2 separate regions of the Mus musculus genome follow, and region 1 is linked to region 2. Evidence: chromatin contacts called from public HiChIP or PLAC-seq data. All regions are on one chromosome and are shown on one strand. The core of a region is the stretch at or near the end of the contact, and the rest is flanking DNA. Distances in the headings are between cores, read along the strand shown. Region 1 has its middle 26 kb from the start of Lpar1. Region 2 holds the start of Gm35402 (a long non-coding RNA gene).

Evidence for each region. HiChIP or PLAC-seq counts read pairs in DNA pulled down with a chosen protein or histone mark.
Region 1: a contact with region 2 is called in an H3K27ac HiChIP or PLAC-seq map of the NIH/3T3 cell line, with 4 times the contacts expected there. The contact joins two enhancer-like sites. A contact is called at or near these places in 1 of 15 datasets of contacts at CTCF or cohesin (the NIH/3T3 cell line) and 1 of 115 datasets of contacts at active chromatin or transcription factors (the NIH/3T3 cell line).

Annotation. Positions count from the first base shown.
Region 1 is chr4:58,575,846-58,583,089 of GRCm38.p6, reverse strand. No RefSeq gene overlaps it. Among named protein-coding and RNA genes, the nearest start is that of Lpar1, 26 kb to the right of the region's middle. Within about 2 kb of position 4,454, at least 39 of the 459 cell types and tissues checked have an H3K27ac peak or open chromatin away from gene starts, as enhancers often do. A contact at or near this core is called in the NIH/3T3 cell line, where this site is marked.
Region 2 is chr4:58,029,833-58,037,535 of GRCm38.p6, reverse strand. It overlaps Gm35402 (a long non-coding RNA gene), which reads right to left and starts at 2,930. Exons shown (of 3, transcript XR_390600.3): 1 at 2,723-2,930. Within about 2 kb of position 5,880, at least 6 of the 459 cell types and tissues checked have an H3K27ac peak or open chromatin away from gene starts, as enhancers often do. A contact at or near this core is called in the NIH/3T3 cell line, where this site is marked.

The DNA of each region.
Region 1 (7,244 bases), core at 3,205-5,704, 550 kb before region 2:
GCGGTGGGGGAAAAACCACCTTGAGAGTTCCTTGCCAACCGAGCGAGCGTGATCCTTTTACACATTTCCGGTAGGGGCGGTGCTAGCTTTGAAGCCTATAAGATGGAAATTCAGATCCAGGATTTGCTGCTTTGCTCTCAGATTCTGGCCAATGAGCATTGAGTTCCCGTTCCCAGTGTTTAAGACTCGGGTAGAGAAAGCCTTCTTTCCCAAAGGTTTCATGTGAGTGAGAGTGAAGCTGTGCCTGTGGTGTACTGGGCAGGTAGCCACTCTGTGGCTGTTGATCATCATCTTAAAATGCTTCGTTTGGGCTTTTTAAACACTCCTTACAGGCTTTGTGCAGATAGTAGGGCTTCCAGTTCTGTATGTTTATGAGATCTCTGTGTGTCTCTGCATCTATCAGTGTTCCTTGCGCTTTTCCTATGGCTCTTTTTCTTCTGTTGGTTTTGTCATATTCTGGTTTATTTGTTTTTGTTTTATCTTATTTTAATTTATTATTATTTTTTAGGTAAATGTTTGAGAGAGAGAGAAGCAGAGAGAAACAGAGAGGGAGAAAGGGTGTGGCTTTGGATGGGAGGGGTAGGAAGGAATTGGGGAAGAGTTGGGGGAAGGGGACCATAATCAGAATATATTGCGTGAAAACAATCTATTTTCAATTTAAAAAATTATGTACTATCGCTTTAATAGTACATTATGGCTCAGAGAGTAGGATCTCTCCCCTCCCCCTCCCCCTCCCCACTCCTCCCCTCTCTTTCTCCCCCTCCCTCTGCCCCTCTCTCCAAGGGGCATCTTAGGCTGGGCTCAGAGTTGAGAATTCTACATACTTGAGAATGCCTCTGAATTAGAAGTTTGGTCAGGGCCACTCGGGGCGCAGCTTGGGGCCACCGCGTTGGGGGAGGGGAGGTAGAAGAAGTTTGGTCAGATTTAGTCTACCACTTTTTACACCCACTCAAAATAGAAATGGCCTCTAGTAGGCAAACCTGAACACACCCAGAGATTCTAGGTGACTCTGCTGTTTGTATGAAGGCAACAGTTCCATTCTGTCTCCTAGAAACTAATAGAAAGAATGGGTGAGCTGGAGCTAGCAAGGCAGACAGCCCACTGAGTACTGCAGGCATTTGATTTAATCCGATGGTTGAATTACACAGAAAAGATCTGTGCAACACCATGCAGTACATGGTGGCCACAGAGCCCATCAGAGCCCCTGGGTTGATAGAGCTGAGTCCTTGGTTTATTGTGGATATAAGGATAAAAGACATTTTTCACCTTTGAGGTAATAGTCCTGTCATTTTGGCCAGCGAAGTGGCCACGCCTTTGATGCCAGCACTCCCTAGGCAGAGGCAAAGGCAGGCGGATCTCTGTGAGTTTGAGGCTAGCCTGGCCTATAGAGTAGTTGCAGGATTGCCAGAGAAACCAGGTCTCAAAAAGACAAAACCAAACCAAATGACAGTCTTGACTTTTCCTGAGATGGTCAGCTGAGTGTTCACAAGGATGTGATGGGCCCCTGAGCTCGCTGGTGGGGATCCTTAGGGGGGACTGAAGCCTCCCAGGCTCCATCGTGGGGTTGTCTGCTTACCTAAGCACTCTGAGCCTCTGGGTTGTCTTAGTCATTCTGGACAGATGTAAGAGAACACTGCATCAAACGCCTTTCTTCCTTTTTCCCCCTCCTATGACTCGTATAAGAAAGTTTACATGTGTTATACAAGTCAACAGCCACATGACTTGTGGTTTTTACAAACCTAGCTGGTAGCGTTTTTCCAACATGTAAGGTTCACCCTGCTCCTGGGACTACACCCCAGGGACAGAAATGCGCAGGCACGAAACATGGAGCCCTTCATTGGGTGGACAGACAGGAAACAGACATGTTCAGTTGTGCTCCAGCTAGCAACTGGGAAGACTCATGTCACTTTATAGTCCCTATTTCACAACAAGGCTCTAAGCCTAGGTGTTGTCCTTTTAGAACTGACCCATGGATCCAGACCTTTTAGTTTTAGAGAAAACTAAAAGCGTAACGTGAAGAATATATCCCATTAGATGCCCAGGAGGCAGTGAAAGCCCAAGAAGATCTAGAAAGGGAACCACTGTGGCCGGCTGTGTACCACCACGGTTCACAGACAAACGGACCCAGACACTCCCCAGCTGCCAGTGTCTTTTGGGGGCAAAAGAAAATATTATAAGACATAAAGTGAACATTTAGTTGGCTTTTCCTCAGGTGATACAGTGCAGACTTTTAAGGTTTTTCCAACTTCTGCGCTAGGAAAAAAGGGTTTGAAGCAAGTGAAGGAACGGACCCTTACCACAGCGGATGCAATGCTGGTCTAATCAGAGGAGGGGAAAGACCGTATCATTTAGAATAAACAAAAAAGGGGAGAGCAATTTAATTGGCTCCTGATGTTCCGTCTAACACAGGCCAGAAGTCTTAAAACCTAGAGGCTTATTTTTATTTGTGAGTATATTTATTTTTATTTTTAAATGAGTTTTCCATCTGTGCTGATGGAATTCCAGTCAAGAAACTTCCATCTTGGCTTCTTTGATCTTGTGCTCACCTTTGAAAAGCATGAAAAGGTCTTCTCTTTTCCTTATGTAAAAGTACTTCCAGCCAGTGTTTAATATTATAGAGATGTTTATCAGACTTGGGACGGGCATACTGAAGCTGTTCTGCAGTTGGGCCTTTCTCTCCTTGGCTCTTCATCTGCTCACAGCCACAATTTCCCCTCCCCCACCCTACGATTCTCGACCTAACATGATTGGTTTTGTACAGATGAGGGGTGTGGGTGGCTATCCTTAAAGCTGTTCTAAAAGCAAGGGAGAATAAGAAGGAAATGGGCGTTTCTTCTGCGAAGCCTCTTGGCGGGCTGTGGAGGTTCCAGGGCTGCCGGCTTCAGCATGGTGTACCTGCTGGACAGCGATGAGAAGCCCAGGCTTCCAGGCGGTCCCTCGAAGATGATTCTTAGTGGGGAACCCCTTACTCCCCATATCTAAGGAAGCCAGCTGTCTACAAATTATTTAAGTTCAGCAGATCAAACAGGTCTCAGTGAACACATGTAAATAAAATGGAATTTGTTTTGCAACCAGTGATTGTGCGTGTGTGTGCGTGTGTGTGTGTGTGCGCGTGTGTGTGTGTGCGCGTGTGTGTGTGCGTGTGCGTGCGCGTGCGCGTGCGTGTGTGTGTGTGTGTGCGTGTGTGTGTGTGTGCGTGCGTGTGTGTGTGCGTGTGTGTGTGTGTGTGTGCGCGTGCGTGTGTGTGTGTGCGTGTGTGTGTGTGTGTGTGTGCGTGCGTGTGTGTGTGTGTGTGTGTGTGCGTGTGTGTGTGTGTGTGCGTGTGTGTGTGTGCGTGTGTGTGTGTGTGTGTGTGTGTGTGTGTGTTTTCAAATGAAAGGGTCATGAAGCCTAGGGATCAGAGAAGATTCTAGAAAAACTAGAGGGTTTTTTTTTTTTTTTCCAATTTGCTATCCACAATGTTTTTGGTCTTTGTTTTTAAATAAGCTTAGATGCTTATCAGTTTTGGCTTACATGTTATGTGAGTTTTCTTACTCAGTGGAAGTATGTTTAGGGAATTTGTACTTTTTCAATTTTTTAAACGAAACACTCATCAAGAGAAATGCTTCAACTTTAAGGCAACTTGATTTTCCCTGTCTTTTTGTTATTATTTTATAATTATTATTTTATACAGGGTATCATATAGCCTAGGCTGGCCTTGAACTTGCTATATGGCCAAGGCTTATTTTGAACTCCTGGTCTTCCTGCCTCCACCTCCCAGTGCTAGGATCACAGGCAGTGCCCCTCCCTAACCCCAGGGTTTTTTTTTTTTTTTTTTCAACCTTAACTTAGAAAATGAGACACAGTAAGATGAACAGTTGTATAGCAAACAAAATACATTAATGTTCAAAAATTATACTAGGGTTTCTTCAAATTATAGACTCTGGAGATACAGTTTGGGTATACTTTCATTTACATATAACTACATATAAATTACAAATTTCAATTAATATGCAACTTTTTAGTAGCCATAGATTACAATAAAAAGCAATAAACTTCTAAATATGTTTTTTGGAATTTCTGTTGTGAATAAAATGGTCTTTGCCTGTCTCCCCACTTCTGAAGCTCCAGGTTCAGAAAAAATGCCTTCATCTACTCACACAACTCTAATATCACACAGAATAATTAAGGCGGAAGGTCTATGTGGGGAAGGTCTTTTGAAAGATACCAACTTAGTAAAATTTGGTGAAGGAGAAAGTAGACAGCACACTGTCAGCTTTTAGAACTGCATTTATCATACATTTCAGACAGCAGAGACTAACAGCTGGAGCAACAGGTCAGCTGTTTGCTTGTTTCTCTCTGAATCAAAGAGGGAGGGCGCACTTTACAGATTCCAGCTGTGCTTGCTTTGGGGTTTCCTGGCTCTCCACTCTTCTGTGCTCTGTAGCCTACGTGTCCAAACCTCAGGGGACACTCTGTCCAGCACAAGTCAGACTCCTTCCTATCTGTTCTAGAAATAAGGAATGTCAGATATGTGTAATGCTCCTCAAGGCCTGAGATGCCAGGGAAAGAGGGAGGAGGGAGGAGGGAGGAGGGAGGAGGGAGGAGGGAGGAGGGAGGAGGGAGGAGGGAGGAGGGAGGAGGGAGGAGGGAGGAGGGAGGAGGGAAGAGGGAAGAGGGAAGAGGGAAGAGGGAAGAGGGAGAAGGAAGGAGGGTAGAGGGAAGAGGGAGGAGGGAGGAGGGAAGGAGGGTGAAGGAGAGGGAGGGAGAGAGGAAGAACAATGAGGCAGGGAAAGGGAGGAGAGGGAGGAGGAAAGGGAGGAGGGGGAGAAAGAGAAGGAGGGGAGAAAGAGGAGGAAGGGGAAGAGGAGGAGGAAGAGACACAAGGATAGTGAAAAGACTAGAACCTTGAACATGCGCTCAGTGTGGTCCATTAAGTTGGAAGGAAGGAAGGAAGGAAGGAAGAAAGGAAGGAAGGAAGGAAGGAAGGAAGGAAGGAAGGAAGGAAGGAAGGAAAATAAAATCAGAAGCATTCAAAGATGAAGAATTGGCAGAAAGAAAGAGCCTTACCTAATTGTTACTTCCTTCCTAGGTCAGTGTTTCTTAAAGGTAAATTGCATCAGAGTCTCCTAGAAGGCTTGTCAAATGCCAGCAGCTCTCAGGACCTGCCAGAGTTGCTCACTTCTTGGGGGCTACTGTGAGGTCTGCCTTTTAACAAGAGGGACTTTCCTTGACACACTGGAGTTGAAAAGCAGCTGTCCCAGGTTTGGGGGCTGGGAGAGGCCATCTGCAGATGGCCCAATGGCTTAGCGGGAAGTCCTGAGAGCAGAGAGGATCTGTGCCTCAGAGGCAGTGAGGGCAGGAGGCAGACTTGTAAAGGAAATTGCCCGAAGAGTAAAGCCAAGTGACAAAGTAGGAGAAAAGGAGGTGAGGATTGACAGAGGGCTGCTAAGGGCTTCAGCATGCAGTGTGCCTGGGAAAGTCCCAGAGCAGACAGAGGCAAGAGTAGAAAAAAAAAGAAAAAAAAAAAAAAAAAAAAAAAAAAAGAGAGACCACTGAGTTGCCGCTAAGGCTTTGATCAAAGTAGCCAAAAGTGGTATCTAAGTGCCCAAGTCTCTTGTCAGTCCTGATTCCCACCATGTAGACTGGAGATGCAGGTCAGTAGCAGAATGCCTCCTATGTGCTATGCCCTGGCCTCAACCTGCACGTAGCACTGTTAACTGAACGAATGAATACAACTTACTGCATGGTAATAGAGAAATGAATGCTGGAGAGATAGAATGAGGAGGATTGTGGGAGGTGTTGGGCCACCTAAACTCATCTGTATCTTTTCACTGTTAGATGCCAATAACAAGGCTACCTGCCTATAGCAAGTCTCCACCAAGCAGACTCAGAGTGCCTCCCTAAAATATCTACAAAACCTCAGCAGAACAAAATAAAAGGAGAGTCTTAAGAGACAGGGACAAATAAATGACTGTGAGCTGCTGTGAAGAGCAAGGGGTTCTCTTGTGAGGCACATACAAAGGGGAAAGCCTTCCATCTTCCTAGCCACTCCCTTTGCGCTACTTTGTAGCTCTGTTGCTTTGCTGGGGTATCGCTTTGAGCCTGTGTAGCCCTGGCTTCTCCTAGGTTTAGGAAGCAGCACAGAAGCTCTGGGGGTGCTGTTTCCCTGACACCTTTTCTAGATGTTTCCATTGCTTTTTGTCCTGAAACTACAAATGTGAGAGTTTTGTGCCAGACACTCAGAAGTTTTGCAAATGCTAAAGCAGTGTTTGATACTGATGGCAATCTTAAATCACGTTACCAATGAGGAAATCAGCTACTAGCATGGGACCCTAGAAAGAATGCCTGATGCGGCACAAGTTCAATAGCCAAAGAGAAATGGGCTATGATTTCAACCCATGTTACCTAACACACTGGATATGATCCCATCATGTGATCCTATCATAGCACTGCCGTGGTTATACTTTGTCTGAGACATGAGGTAATGCATGTATTCGTTTGGTTTCCTGCAGGGTCCACTTTGCCACTTATCAATTTTGTTTTAATTTTTTTAGCAATAATATTTCAAATCTATGAGAATTCATCATTACCATCCATTTTTTGCTTGCTAATACATTCTAATGGAAGGGTGTATTGCAACTTTTAATCATCTTTTAAATCTCGCGGGAGACACTAGTTGGATTGTTTTCCAAGAGCTACTTAGTTTTCTCCATTACGTTCTCCTGCTAGGGTCATTTTCTCTTATTTTTTTCAATTTAATATGCCTCTTCCTGATGGCTGAGAGTCTTCCAGTGAGTTTCCCGTGACTGTACACTCATAAAGGAAGAATTAGAATGCCCAGCATCAGTAGCTGGCTCTGTCTTCCTTCACAGCCTTGTTGGGTCACCTTAAGTACCCTTTGGTAGGCTTCTTATCTGCCTTATGCTCTCCTCGGGCTGACATTTGGTTGCTGTTATGACAGTATTATGAGGTGGGACCCTTAAGAAGGGACTAGGTCGTAAGGGCTCCACCCTCACTAATAGATTTGTGCAATTTTAGCCAAATGGGTTTGGCCATGATGTCAGTGGACCCCGATAAAGGGCTCAGCTCCAATCTTTCCATCCCTGTGTGTCACTTCCTTGCCATGTTATGAGGCAACCAAAGCCAGTGCTGTGCTCTGGGACTCCCAGCCTTTGAAACTGCGAGCCAGACAAATGTCCATTACTCAGAGGTTATCCGTGCTGCAGAATTCTGTTACAGAGACAGAAAGTCTACTTAGACGC
Region 2 (7,703 bases), core at 4,631-7,130:
ACATTCTGCAAAGCTCCTCTTTTCTCTTAAGGGCTCAGACCCACCCAGGACTCCTGCCCCTGTGACCAACACCAAACCCAAGGTCAGGCTTAGCCAGGCCATCCAGCACCCTTTCCAGGTGAACCTTAGCTTGGCTATGACCTCGGCATTTTCAATCCCTTGGAAGATTTATTAGTGTAGTGGGTTGTTATTACAACTTAGGTGTCTAATGTTTGCAAAAGAAAACATGCTAATCACAAGGCACCTCTGGTTTAGGAGAGAGTCCCACCAAATCCCCCCAGGCTGTGTTTAAAGGACAGCCCAAATGTTCCAGAAGTCAAAACTGCAAAACAAAGGAACTCGTGATGAATGGCTTCCGGCCTCTCACTGGAGACCTTTGCGTAAGCTGTTTCCCTTACTGATTCCACCTTTCTTGATTCTCTGGTCCCACCTAACTTCGCCATTGTGACCCCACCCTCACAATACTCTTGCTACATTTGTGCTCTTGTGTGTGTGTGTGTGTGTGTGTGTGTGTGTGTGTGTGTGTGTGTGCACATGTGCTCAAGTGTGTGCATGAACTTGTGCATGTGGAGAGCAGAGAACGACCTTGGAAGTCGTTCCTAAGTCACTGTTCTGTTTTTGAGACATGTTCTCTCACTGGCCTGAAACTCACCTTGTAGACGAGGATGGAAACCATGGATATCTTCCCGTCTGCATTTCCCCTAGTACTGAGATTATAAGCACACTCAACCATGCCTGGCTTCTTTGATGTGGGTTCTGAGGCTCAAACTCAGACCTTGTGTTTGCAAGGCAAGAGATTAAGCTGACTGAATTAACTCCCTGAACGCTTCAGTTCCTGAAATCTCAGGTACTGTTGACTTTGTTATACAACAAGGTCAATTGATCAAGGAGGGAAAAGAATGAACTCTGCCCTTCTCAGTCTCAAGGTCCCTTGTAGTCAGTGATCATCATGAATAGAACAGACAAATGAACATGGGTATCTAAACATTGAATTAAAACTCTGTGTGTGTGTATATATGTGTGTGTGCACATGTGCGTGCGTGCGTGTGTATTATATTAAAACTCAGGAGAATCAATAAGTCTGATATTACCACTCTCACACACCACAAATCTATTATTATTCAAACAAATTCAAGACCTTGGTGTTGACCAAGACCCCAGAAACACAAGCCTATGATATAACAGTGTTTTCTCTGTTAGAAGAGAGACTTGCATTCTGGAAATGTGGACAGCGAAAACAGGCACAAGCTGGGACTGATAGCTTCCCATTGCACAGGCTGCCAAGGTGGTCAAGCTGGCAAGACTACCATGTAATCACCGGTGGAAACAGAAAAGCACGCCCCTTGTTTGTATCCTGCTCTCAGGCACATCACTAAAGCACTAGACTGTTTTCCTAATCTTGTAGTTCCACTGAAGGCAAAGCAGAGGCTCACAACACAGAGACATGCTTCCCCCCACCCCCGAACCCCCATCCAAGCAGCAGGACCCATCTTCGTGGTCCTGTCCTCTGAGTGGCTGTCTTCCTAACCACCAGTGAGCACTTGGCCTGAGGTGAAGCTAACGAGATCTTAGGTACTCCTGCCGCAGACCGCTTGCTTATGCTTTAGATTTCAACCATGTTAATACACGTCCTAAGATCTCAGGAGCCAGAACCACAACCAGAAGTAAAGAGTGCACAGGGCACACGAGAGTGGAACAGTGAGCTTTTTCCGTTCCTCCTGCTGATCCACACAGCCTCCATCATAAACTTGAAAAATGACTAACTACTGCAGATAATTCTTTCTGGTCCCCTCCCCCCTGTAATTTTGCGATTGGGTACATTTAAATTCATTTATTTGCCTCATTTTATTCCTGCTGCCTTCTCCCATGTAACCATCTCCACACTCCTCTCATTTCCCATTGGCTAGTTATGGTTACCCTTTTGCTTCCGGTACTGAGTGCCATCTATGTACGAGCTGTCACTAACCCCACTCCCTCCTTAGAGAGAAGCATGGTGTCCTTTTCATTCGTTTATCTTTGGTAACACTTGGCATCTAGCAAACTCACAATAAGCTCTGAGGAAGAGAAAAATATTAAAACTTAAAGGGGAGAAATAATTCCTGCAATTTAGAGAAAAACATTCAGGGACGGTTCCAGAAATATTGCATCATAAAAATTAGGATAGTGTAAATGTTTTTGTGTTTTTACAAAAGTATGTGCAAATACATAGGCGATCCCCACCCACCTTTGGAGCAACAAAACCTTTTTTTTTAATTGGAAGAAAAGTTTATCGTAGCTTACAATTCCAAACAGAGAACCCATAGGTTGTGGAGAGGGATGTGAGCAGGAAGACAGAGCAGGAAAGTGAGAGATAACATCTGCAACCACGAAGCACAGAGCAAATAGGAAGTAGAGGGAGCCTTGGAACTCTCAAAGCCTGCCCCAAATGATGGCTCTACTTCTGAAAGACACAATTGATGATGGCTACCATAGAGGCTGCCTCGGGTCATCAAGTGCCAAAAGAAGCTGTGCATTGCCGCGCATCGGTTTAATGTGGGGCTTTGGAAGGGCTTGATAGTGAAAATTACTCTAATTGATAGAGTAACTTGATAGTGAAACTTACTCTAATTACTCTATCCAAAGAAAAATCAGAAGCAGAGCTACAGCGCGCTGCCTTGGGAGGCTCCCAAGGTAAGTGACCGCCTCACCCTGGAGTGTAGCAACCCAACTCTGCAGCACTCACCTCGGCAGGGGCACTTCCGGTTCCCTCGCGACTGTTTGTTGTTACTCCCCAGGCTTTCAACCATATAAATAGTTAATGCTGCGTCTGCTGCCCATAGAAACTTTTCTTTTATCTCCTAACCACCTAATCGTTCCTTAGAAAGGTTTTGATTCCATGGATGCACGCTCTGAAGGTACAAAGCAACAAAACATGTCGTTTCTTTAAAATGACCACGTGGCTATTTCACTCTCCGGTTACTTATTAGCAAGCACCCCGGACCTAACGATCTCATCCTTTATGTTTCATAGAACTTCAAACACATCTCCAGTAAAGCTCATCTCTCTTTGCAGACTGGCTAGTTTATGTGTCTGGGCATCTTTAATAGCAAGGTTTATTTTTTATTTATGGATGTAGAGCTCTGGTATTCCACCACCCACATCAATGCTGATCAGGACCTTAACAGCCATGTGACTTGAACAAAGTAGTGTTCAAACGTCTCGCCCTCCTGACGGTACAGTAGGAGCAAGCCTCACACTACTGGTCCTTACCCAACCTGCTTAGTCAGTCAGTTTCTCTCAGTATGAATGCTTCCCCAGGAGTCCATGGTCACACTAACAGTTCATGAGTCTGGTCTCTGAGCTCTGATTTCCTAATTCCACACTGGATCCATCTAAGTGAGTTAAACTGAAGGAGTCAATACAGCAACCATCACAATGATGTCTGAAGCTAAGACACTTCCTTCCCACAGCCAGCATATGGATCTGGAGCCTTAGTGTTCTCAAACCTCTTCCAGGAAAGATGTGTGCTCTACCCTACGCTTGCAACGGAGTTGAAGAACACTCATTCTTGACCTAATGTGCTCGAAGATCTGGTGGCTGAAATATTCTTTTCCTAACCTCCCTTCCTGGTACCCCTGCTACAACCACCTCAACCCTCCTTACTGAGTTTCACAGCCTGTGTTCAATATTCACACCCAGATAGTCTCAATCATACTTTTCTACAGAATTAAGCCAGTGAACGTGTTTTATTCATTAAAAAAAAAAAGTATTTTTCACTTTTGGCATCTGTGAAGTGGGAACACCTCTCATAGCAGAAAGGCATCATGTAAGTGCATGGGAATTATTGATGCCTCTTACAAACTTAGATTCAATAAAAACTGATAAAACTAAACCTGGGGTGTCTATCATTGTCTCTGTGATATTTGGCACATGAAAACTCACAGTCTCAGGTGTCATCATCACCCAAGATTCTAGGAGTACTTTCTGCATCAAAGAAAGCCTTGTGATGCTTTTGTCTGGGACCTTGTTCTTTAAAAAACTGGTCTGAAGAGATGGCTCAGTGGTTAAGAACATTAGCTGCTCTTCCAAGGACTTAGGTTCAAGCCCCAGTACCCATGATGGTTCACAGTCATCTGTAACTCCACTCCCAGGAGATCCACCTCCCTCGGTCTCCACAGGCAGCAGGCACACACTTGGGGCACAGACACATGCCAGCAAAACACTCGTACACACAAAGAATAAAATAAAGAAATGAATATAACTCTGCTACTTCTAAGAAAACAAAAAACCAAAATACTAAAACAAAGGAAAGCAGTGTTGCCTGAGTTCTCTGAAACTCTGAACGCCCTAAGCATGGGTTTTTGGTTGGTTTGTTGGTTTTCTTAATGAATCACTTTGCGCTGTGCACAGGCATGCTAAATTCTGACAGGCTCCTCCTCGCCAGCTCTCCTAAGAGCAGAGTGGAGACTATGAGAACAAGGAGTCAATTGAGAGCTTCTCTGCCTTTTATAATAGGCTCATCCACTTTCACACATCCAAGCTGCCTTCTCCACCCAGCCCTGGTCCATCATCTCTTCTCTGGTGAGTCACAGAAACACACATAGGCCTACCTTCCTGGCAGCAGTATCCCGACTCCTCCTTCCTCTGTGGTTTTGCCTTTCTGTTGCTGATATGACTGTCCTTCCTTTTTCTCTTATTTGCTCCCACTTCAGATCATGTGGAAAATGTATCATCCCTCCCAGCATCCAGCCCCTGCAGTGAGTGGGGAACTTCAGCCCCACCTCTGCAATGCAATGCTCAGAAGGGGCCTTAGGACAGGGCTGTGCATCAGCAAGCACCAGGGCCTGCCTTCATTTTCAGGTCCAAAACTTAAGGCTCAGGCTGTGTGAGAGTTTCCAGAGTAAAGTCATCATCAGTGAGAGAGTGGAAAACAACCTTGGCCACTGCCCCCAATCCTTCAATCCTCCAGATCCATGGCTCTTCTCCTTAGAGCCTCTCTCTGCTCTAAGAAAAGCATCAGCCACTGCACAGTCCTGGAGTGTATAAAGGGTGTGAACACAGACTGCACATTCGTCTTCTAACAGTGGCTTTGAAGGCACAACAATGTGCTCAGAAATGAGCTTAAAGATATGCTTGCGTATGTCTTTGGGAGCAAGGAAGGAAGATGAGCTAAATCAGTAAAGTACCTGCTGATCCCATAAAAGTCTGAGGATCTGTGTTGAACAGCCCTGGGATCCACACAAAATGCCAGGTATAGCACATCTCTAACTCCAAACACTGGGTAGGGGGGAGGGGGACAAAAGTAGGTGGCTCCCTGGAGATCACTGGATGGCCAGCCTGCTGAATCAGTGAAAACTTATTGAATGACTGAGGAAGACACCAAATATCAAACTCTGAGCTCCACACATATGTGCACACTAACGCACACACAGAGACACATATACACACATCTGACACACGTCGGCACACATACACTAAGAAAGGATTGGCAAGGAGAACACAGTATGAAGAATTGGAAATGACATGCTCCAAGCTTGCCCTTTGGCATTCATACAAAGTCAAACATTAAGTTCCCAATCTGTGACACATCTCCTGGACTGCCTTCCTCATTATCCATTTTTTTATAGCAAAATTATATGGTATTGACTGAGGAATTGTTGTTCTCCTCCCTAGAACTTTGCCATGGTGACTAAATTATCTCTTGGGCAAAAACATTTGGGAACAAATACACACACAGAGAAGGGGAGGGGAATGCACACACATCATCCTATCAAGATTCAGTAAAGCTGTATATATAAAGGCAATAAAATCAAAATACAACAGATGTAAGTGGTGGGGTGCAAAGAGCCTAGCACCTTCAGATCCAACCACTGGACTCCTTGCTTTCTAAAACAGTGTGGCCCCTCCCTTCTCAGACCTCAGTGGTGATGATTCACACTGCAGAGAAGCTGAGCCGGAGCTTTCCCATCTCTCCTCTTCAATCTTCCTTTAATCTCTCTCTCTCTCTCTCTCTCTCTCTCTCTCTCTCTCTCTCTCTCTCTCCCCCACCCCCACCCCCGGGCACAGATTCCTAAGTACACAATATCTCTGTAATTCTCTGTAATACATGTTGAGGAATTACTTTCAGCACTTGCCTCTACCTTTCCCTACCAGATGTCCATTGCTCCTGCATCAGTCATATCTGCTTATGACATGCTTATCACTACACACCCACTTTGGCAACAGTCTAGTGTGAAGGACGGCAGGGAGCACTGCTCACATCTCAACATCAAACATACATTTTGAAGGTAAAATTCCTCAGAGTGGGATGGAAGTCCATATCCTCAAAACCCGTTTCCCTAAATCCTGCCATGCCTTCCACAGAAAGCCTGCTGTTGCATTTTCAAATTTCAACATATATACTTTTCAGTTTTTGAAAGTGATTATGTCATTTCCCAGGCCTCTCTGTATTGTTTTCTCCATGTTTTATCTTTGTTTGTTAAGAGGTAGGTTGGATGTAAAAAATAAAAGAAAGGAAGACAAGCAGGGAAGAAGGGATAGAGTGGAGGAGAGGAACACCAGACTGCCTCCAGGTTATAAGGTTGGTGACTAATGACCAACCATGAGTATTTTTGTTCAGGCTTTATTCATATTAAGTAAATTTGGAATTGTGAACTATGCCTTCTCTGTAGCCTGAGCACACCCAAAAGACTCTGATGCAGTTCTCAAATTGGACAATAACTGTTTTAGTTACTTTTCTATTGCTGTGACAAAACATGACCATGGCAACTTATTTTTTAAAAGGATTTAATTGTGCTTATGGTTTCAGAAGGTTAGAGTCCATGAGGACAGAGCAAAGACAGGGCGGCAGGAACCGGCGAGAGCTCACATCCTGATCCATAGGCAGACGGCAAAGAGAGTACACTGGGAATGGCCTAAGTCTTTTGAATCCTCTAAGCCTGCCCCCAGTGACACATCTCTAAAGAAAAGCCACACCTCCTAATCCTTCCCAAACAGTTCCACTAACTGGAGATCAAGTACTTTAATAGATGAGTCTATGGGTTCTCTTCAACCACCACAATAGCATGTATCCCAGGCAGAATTATGTTGAAAAAATAACAGTGGAAAATGTCCAGAGGATCACAAGAGACTGTCGGTCATGCAATAGCTAGAGTTCTGGGAATGCAGGTCGGTGGTGGAGCACTTGACTGGCAGGTGCTGTATTCTATCTCAGCACTGGGAATGGTGGTGGGGAAATGGTGGGTCATCTTTGTTTCTTTTCCTGCTACTGTAATAATCTACCTTATAATGCCACACCACCTCCAGAAGGATCTGTGTGACAAGTTCCACAGACTGAGGCAATTGACCTCAAAAGGGGGAGGCCTCCTGGAACCAGTTGTGAAACTCTTCGCTGGAGAAAAATTATTGAGCCGTAGTTCTCATGGCAATCTATCTATTTTGTTTCTCTTATTCCTTTTCTTATTTTACATGTTTCTGGTAGCCTAGGCCAAGATCTTAAGTGAGAATAATGAGTAAGAAACCATCCCTTGAGATGGTGTCACTAACATGACCTTATCTCCGGGGAAACCAACGCTTAACTTTTTAAATCATTTACAAAATTATTATGATAGATAAAAACTTTCCCAACAATAAAATTTCATATAGCTACACATGTGTCATCAGAGGTGAGGTTTGGTATATGGTAAATAAAGCCTTATTAGAAAGAATTAAAATAGTTTGAATTT